Linked DNA regions of Drosophila melanogaster: region 1 is linked to region 2. Evidence: chromatin contacts called from public Hi-C data. All regions are on one chromosome and are shown on one strand. Each heading gives the region's core, a stretch centred on a gene start, on an enhancer-like site or on the middle of the called end of the contact. The rest is flanking DNA. Distances are from core to core; before and after follow the strand shown. Region 1 has its middle 12 kb from the start of CG6414. Region 2 holds the start of ec (echinus).

The links. A called contact is a pair of places that touch in the nucleus more often than the background predicts.
Region 1: a Hi-C map of the Kc167 cell line shows a contact between it and region 2, with 1.5 times the contacts expected there. The contact joins the enhancer-like site here to the promoter of ec in region 2. A contact is called at or near these places in 3 of 107 Hi-C or Micro-C datasets (the Kc167 cell line and larval central nervous system).

Annotation. Positions count from the first base shown.
Region 1 is chrX:3,981,171-3,984,985 of dm6, reverse strand. No RefSeq gene overlaps it. Among named protein-coding and RNA genes, the nearest start is that of CG6414, 12 kb to the right of the region's middle. Within about 2 kb of position 1,810, at least 6 of the 39 cell types and tissues checked have an H3K27ac peak or open chromatin away from gene starts, as enhancers often do.
Region 2 is chrX:3,808,915-3,813,037 of dm6, reverse strand. ec (echinus) reads right to left here and starts at 1,340. Exons shown (of 6, transcript NM_130722.4): 1 at 766-1,340. It overlaps fd3F (forkhead domain 3F), which reads right to left. Exons shown (of 5, transcript NM_166991.3): 3 at 3,445-3,616; 4 at 2,897-3,383; 5 at 1,998-2,815. The coding sequence ends at 2,529.

The sequences.
Region 1 (3,815 bases), core at 561-3,060, 170 kb before region 2:
GGCGCTCATTAGGATAATTGCAGGCAATTAACTAAATTGCCGCCGCATTTGTCGCTCCTCGCTGCTCGCGCATCCAAAAAGGAGCTCGGATCGGGGATTTGGATTGCGCTTCTCCAGCCAGCTGACAGGGGGGGGGAGAGGGGGGAGTGGTGGTGTTGGGGATGGGCGACACTTGGCGCTAACACAAATTATGGCTCATAATTCGCGCATGGGTAGTGTGACGACTATCTACCACCCTGCTGCTACCCATTCCCATTTCGCATCCCATCCCCGACGAAATTTGAAACAGTTTTGGCCTTTGTATGCCACAACACGCCGCAGCTCTCTGCCTCTTTCCATCCAACCCCCCCCCCAACTCCCCCCCTCAACAAGACATTTTGCAGCCGCTTTAGTGCGTTTTAATTAGCTGCCATCGGGCCAGGTAGTAGCGGTAAGGATATACACTCAATGGAGCCGGAGATGGAGGCGGCACGTTCCGGTGGCGACCGCCGTTCCGTCCGTGATTAGATGACCGCTGAATTGGTAATCAATGCCGCTAAGCTCGCAACGGGCTTAATAAAAGCGTACGTGCCGCCCAGTTCTAAGACTTTTCGCACACACTTCGCCCTTCGCAATGATGCACTCGAAGAAAAACAAATGGAAATATACATGTAATGCATTCAGAACATGCTCGTAGTTCCTCAGATGTATAGAGTGTGCGAAACAACCATGGTCACACATTTCGCAATTGGAGTAGCCTTTGCTACTCTAGTTTCTCAAAGTGCAGCTGGACGTGTCTGGTAATGAAATCATTTCCTTTTGCTCTTTTCAAGTTTTCACCAGGATTATCGGCAGCAACCGAGGGGCCAAGGCAATCCCAGATCCCAGTTACCAGTTACCAGTTACCAGTCACCAGTCAGTCGAGTTTCCTTAGTCCAAAATCGCACCTTGGGCTTCTGGTGCATGATCGCATTAAGTTCGGTTCGTGCCGAATGCTCCGTGTGTTTTTGTGTGTTCGTGCTCCACTTGCCAGCGTTTGCCAGCGGAATGCCAAATTAGTCTTAGTGCTCCCAATATCCCCCACAGCGGCATCCCTCAAAGACAAAGAAGGAAATGTAATCCATAAGGCAGCCATCAGCGGCCATCCTACTCATTATGGATCTGCCAGCCAACAAGGAGTACTCGAAAAACCTCTTGTAAGAATATGACGAATCCTGCCGTAAACTTAGCTGCAAGTAAAGTAACCTCATTCCATTCATTGTTTACTGGTGGAAAAAAGTGTTTAATACACTTTATGTTTAATGCAATAGATAGACCAATTTCATCTATTTTGAAACGAATGAAATACCTTCGTTTATTAGTCAAACTCTTCATATCTGAAAGGCTTTTGTGACAAAGAGGAAAAGTTTGCAACTTTAATTAAAACAAAATGGCATGCCATGACCGCATGTTATATGTTTAATTTCATTATGTGCTTTTGATTATATTCGTTGGCTACAAATCAACCGCATGGATGTGAAAACAAAAACTACATACATATATGTAGTGCGATGATGATGATGATGATGATGGCAGCTAAAGCCCGAAAACGGCATCGATTTATCTGTTCTATTGGGCTGCAGGATGGTGGTATGGAGGAGGAGCACCTACCACGATTCCACACACACACACACACACGTCATAGCGGAAGGACACCCCTTAACCCCTCACTTGCCGAGGGGGTGTGGATCCTATATACCGAACGCGTGAGTTGTACATAAAGGCAAGACCTATACCGATGTGGGTGGAGCCTCCGAATGGCCAGGATATATGTATTTGCGTGAGTGTGTGTCTGTGTGTATGTGGGTGGGTGTCGCATGTGTGTGGGTGTCGCACTGATGTGTCCAATCAGAATCGAGGCACACACACATTCGCCAAAGTCGGGACTTTGCAGATCCCTCTTGCTCTCGTCCTTCTCTCTCTCTTTCAGTGCCGCAGGATATGTTTGTGTGAATGACAAAAAAAAAACACAACACACACGCACAGGCACAAATAAAGCAAAAAAAAAAACGGCAGGAAAAAAGAAGGTAGCCGAGGGGCCAAAAAAAAGAAGTGAAGGAGGAACGAAAAGAGAAACGAACTGGGGACCCAGTCAGCTAGAAATCAACAAAAGCCTGTCAGGATAATGGCTATGGGAGAGGGGCTCGTCGGGCGAAAGCTGGAAAAGAAACGAAAAATTGTTAAGCAGCTGGAAAAACCAACAAGCGAATGTGGATAACACTGATGGCGATGCAGCTCAAGTGGCAGAAATGGAAATGGAGATGGAAATGCGAAATGCAGTCGGCAGATGGAAACCAGGACTGTAAGGATAACACACCCACACACACACACACACATATGCACTCAGCTCAGGAGGTGGAATGGATCCTGCTTGTCTGGCAACTTGAACTGCGGGAAAAAAAGAACTTGAAATGATTGGCCTCCCCATCGGATACAGTTGGGGATGCAGCTATTCACTCGACTGAATATTTGCATATCCATCACCCAATCAACTAATTTGGTCCTTGGCATAATTAACCACATTCGTACTATTTTTGGTAGAAATTCATCCAAATATATAAATGCTGTCCCTTTTGCTGATCAGGAAATGCAAGCTACATTTCCAAAAAATTTCATAGAATCGGTTTTATGTTTTATGACAAATTCCACTACTTATTAAACGGATTTACCATTTCTCCGTTCCGAAGTTTTATGACAAACTCGAATCTAAGGACACCATTTTAAACAGAACATCATCGTTTAGCGGCCAACCAAATTGAAAAGTAACTCACCTTCGCAGTGCACCAAATGGCGCACTAAGGAATCCTAAGGATTCTGGCTTTGGTTATGACCCCCTTAAAAAAAAATGTTGTTGAGAGGGCAGTACAACCAACACACACACACACACACACAAAAAAGCGTGCGAATTTTCGAAGGTGGCTGTTTTTATTGCTTTTCGCAGATTTAAACTCATGTGGGGTATATTAGCTGGGCTGTGCAATTCGTCTAAAAAAAACTTAAAAAGCAGCCAAGGTAGACAATTTAATAATTATTGCCAGTTTTTAGCCTATTTAGAGTCATAGTCATTTACCAATATATTCGGAATTATAACATACCTCTATAAGCACACAGCTTGAAATGGATTTAAACTAGTTGAAACAACTATTTCAATATTTCTATATTTCAATTTCAATGAAGAGCATTCGATGTTCGCATTGCTTGGCACTTTGCCATTATTTTTCTCGGCTGCTTTCGCACTCTCATCTGCAGTGAAGGGTGCGAACTTTGTCACTCCGTTAACGTCAAGGCCATGAATACATCACAGCGCCACTCACCACCCACCGGCCCGCCCACTGTCGCTACAATTCCAATTGGAGCCTTTCGTTCGAGTTGGAGTCTGCAATTGGGAGTTGCTTTTGTTTGGGGGATATGGCATTTTTGGGGGTGTTGTGCGGATTGCACAAATGCCATGTCTCCATGTTTACCATCATTTGAACCCGAAAAATATTTCACACCTATGCACACACGTACAGAGCAAGTTGATTTATACCTGGATATACACAGTAGCGGCCAAGTTATTAGCATTGCTTAAATATTTTCGTCTTGAAATGGTTTCGGTATTAGTTAATGTTAACATATTTATGTATATTATTATAATAAATATATTATTAATCAATATATTAAATATATTATAATAAAAATACATTTTTTGAGCGATTAACCGTATGTTGCAACCTATTCTAGAAAGCTTATGCGCATATGATGATCATAGCAAAAGGCATATTTAAGTACAACTGAAAAATTCGACTGCTATTTTC
Region 2 (4,123 bases), core at 91-2,590:
TTCAAAAACTTTGATAACTCAAGCAAAAACTTTGCCATCAATCAGTTACTCTTGAAACATCAAAAAAAAAAAACGCGACCATCACGAATGTATGTACATACATTAGTATATAATACTGACCCAGAAAGCCCCAACTACTTGTCTCCGAATGAAATGACAGCCAAAGAAGCCGGAGCAACAAACATTATAAAAAACGTTTGCCAAAAATGTGAAACCAGAACAATCCAAAATAAAAAGAGCCCGGCAAAATTGGCGGAGAGAATCGCTGTGTACAGACCTTCAGAAGCCATGAATCTGTTTTCGGTTTTTGTGCATCTGAAGGTTTTCATAAAAGATCTTTAGTATCGGTGTCGAAATTCGGCCTAACTAAAGTAACTCGATGATTAATACTGCTAATAATGTAAATCATTTTAAAGGAAACCCATTTTTAAAGTTTCTGTTTCCGGTCTTCGAACAGCAAGTTTTCAATGGCATGCGGAAAATTTGTTTCACCTTTGACGGGAAACCCTGATCACCGGTCAAATGACGCCTGTCTAGAAGTCATTTTCTTTCCTTGGGGATTCTCTTTTCCCTGGCAAACCGTAGAAAATCACTTCCCAGGCGGATCAGCGATTGAGTAAATGATTGATGGATTCCCAGCGCACAGTGCCTCCAATCTCGAATCTCAGATATCAACTACTCCCCCCCCAAACCTAATCAGATTAGCTGGATGTCATAACCCGGCATGGTTATGGCGATTTGGTATAGGTATAGGTTTTCACTTACCTGGCTACACCTGTGGCTAATATGATGATGGAGATCGTGGCAATGAAGGGCGGAGGCTGCGGCTATGCAACAATTGCGGTTGCATGTTGACCGGAAGTTTTCGGCTGGCCGCAAGGCAGGATATGGATATCGCTGGATATCGCTGGATATCGGTGGATGTCTGGTCTTGAGTTTATTGTATATTATAAATTCCCTTGCCAAAAGAGAGCCAAAAGAGAGTGCGAGAGGGCTTTGGACCGAGAGTTGGCCACTTTTCACACGCTTTCACTTGAACAAAAACTCAAAAAACTCAGCAAACACACAAAAACAAACTCAACTCGGCCACTATTTATTTTTCATCTTCATCTTCATTATTCAGGTTTGCAATCGCGGTTTGGTTTTTTTTTTTTTGGCAAAACAGGCAAAAGCCATCCAGCAACTAGTGGTTTGGCCTCGCAAAGACAAACAAACTATCAAAGACACACGCGCACGTCAACAAAAACACAACTGTGTGGCAACTGCGCAAATGCAAATGCAAAGACACTGTCAGCAAATGCAAACAAAGTCAGGGCAGCCGCTATGAATCAAAACAAACCGCCAGCAAATCGGTACGTCCGTTCGGTTTCGAGAGCAAAGAACGACTGATTGAAAAAGCAGTGGAGATCAGCGATGGTGGAGAGACGAGATGGTGGAGAGACGAAATGGTGAAGAATCGCGATGGTGGAGAAACGCGATGGTGGAGAAACGCAATGAGCATTCGGTAAAGACATCAACCAGCGGAGAGATCGGGCACTTGCTTTAGCCAAGACTCAAACCCACTTGGAGACTTTACCGCTGATAGTGTAACCGTTCAGTTCTCCAAACACTTTTTCGCGATTGTGGAGAAACGCAATGAGCATTCGGTAAAAACATCAACCAGCGGAGAGATCGGCCACTTGCTTTAGCCAAGGCTCAAACCCACTTGGAGACTTTACCGCTGATAGTGTAACCGTTCAGTTCTCCAAACACTTTTTCGGCGGCGGAAGTAAATGAAATGTACCCAAATGTGGCTTTCTACCTTTTTAGCCTTTCAATTTGTAATCCGAAAAAATTGTTTTTCAAATGGTTTTAATAAAAAAAAGGTATATTTTGCCATAATGAAAAAAACCAGTTAGGTGCCATTAGTTCTACGGACTTGGGTAAGGGAAACTATAAACACTTTCCCCAACTCATAGGATTAGTACTACTTCGACTGCTCTATAACTCCAATTTTTGTTAACATCTTAGTGGAGTGGATATCATTCTGCCTGGTAGTATTCACGAATATTCAGCTACATGTAAAAACACTTAACTAAATTCGAAGAGGAGCAAGATCTATGTATGTAATCTCTGCAAATAGATACTTGAGCAGATATACGAATAAGTACTTAGGGCTAGAAAGCTACTTATCGGCTAAATATTCAACTAAAGTATAGACAAAAAAAAATAAGGATTAGGTGTGTTTTTGGTACACTGAAGACTAGACTATACATATGGTCTAAATGGTAAACGGTAAGTAGGGTTTGATTTAGGTGGTTACATGTAAGTGTTGTTCAAGTGTGACTAGTATTTGTTTAGAGTTGGCTTATGAGTAGATCGGCTACAATTACGATTGTTGTCATGGAATGGAGCAAGATCGAGCAATATATATACAAGTATGCATATATGTATATATATATATATATATATATATATATATGGGTAATTCAATTGCTTGGCTGAGCGGGAGCTGGAGGAGCTGAAACTGGAGTCTGTTGTCTGCGCGGTCAAGCGACGATATCGCTACCCGGATTATAGCCAAAGTAGTTAAGGTTGAACTCGTCGCTGAAGAGTACTTCCTCCTCGGAGGGCTCCACTTGGTGCGACATCTGAATGCCGAGCTCCATGGGATCAATTTCGGTGATGTAGTACTGCGAGTTGCCGCCACCCATGTGGCTATTGCCGCCCATTTGGTTATTTTGGTTGTTATTGCCTCCGCCCAAGTTGGTGCCATGCTGCTGCCGTAGGACACTTTCCGTAACAACCACGTCCTTGTGTATGGGATTCAAATAGTCTTTGAATAGGATTGAAAGACAAGATGAGAGTTCATTGAATAATCATGGGATAAGTATGAACAAGATTAGTGTTAACTCACCATTATCCAACAGGACATCGTGGTAGGTGCTGATGATAGAGTTGACCGACTGTACTTCCACCTCGCGATGGATGCCATTCAGTATTTGACCCGCCGTCTTTCGCAGCTCATCGTCGCTCAACAGATCGTTGAAGGGCAGCAGTCTTTGGTGGTGTTGATTGTGATTTTGGTGATTCTGGTGGCTGTGGTGGTGGTGATGCTGCTGCTGCTGCTGCTGCTGCTGGCTTGTCTCAGTGCTGCCACCGCCGCTGTTAGTCTGCATCATTTCCTGGGTGAGAGTAGCAACTGCCACCGCCGCCTCATCGTACATGCAGCTACTGGCCTGTGGCATATGTTGCTGCTGTGCCGCCGAATGTTGTTTCTGCTGCGGCGAGTGCTGCTGGTGTTGCTGCTGATGCTGCTGCAGTTGCTGCTGTTGCTGATGCTGCTGTATACGCTCACGGTTAATCGACTCCATTTTGAAGAACAAATCCAGCCGCTGCTTCTTCTGCAAATGCAATGGGATTAATAGTTAGTTGTATGCGGTTGCCTGATGGATATCCACTTACATGCTCCCAGGCCAGAACATTCTCGGCGGAATCTCCGCTGGAAATGGCCCACAGGTGACCGGCTCCTTGGGGCGCTTTAACTCCCTTCCGAAAATGTGGGTTAATCGATAGATTATGTCGAACGGAGTTCTTCCAGCGGTCATCATTCGACTTGTAGTAGGGGAAACGATCGCTAAAATGTTGAGATAACATGGAATTAGAGACAGGCTTAAACGGAGACTTAAAGCTTTTGTGGTCCGCCATTTATCATCTATGTTTATCGTCTCTTTTAGGATTGGTTCTCCGACACAGACACTCACCACTGGCCAGTTGACCAATTGCAATGAAAGTTTCAGCCCCCATTTCGACCAGCCAATCCGGAACGGAAACGAGGCAATTTTCACGAAAACACGTCATTGAACAGCACTGCGGCAGACCCATACTAGTCCGTAGAATGCCTGACTGGGGTATACAGACACGGACACGGACACGGACATAAACATGGACACGGACACGGACACGGAAAACGAAAAAAGGACATGGACAGGGACGGACGCTGGCACAAATTATGCGTAGTTTCTTTTATTTTGCCCTGGGTTTTCTAGCTCGTTTTTACTTGCTCAGTCAGTCACGAACAAGCGATTTCGGGTGGTAAAAAAAAAAAAAAAAATAAAGAATGAAGTATGTATGCCCCATGTCT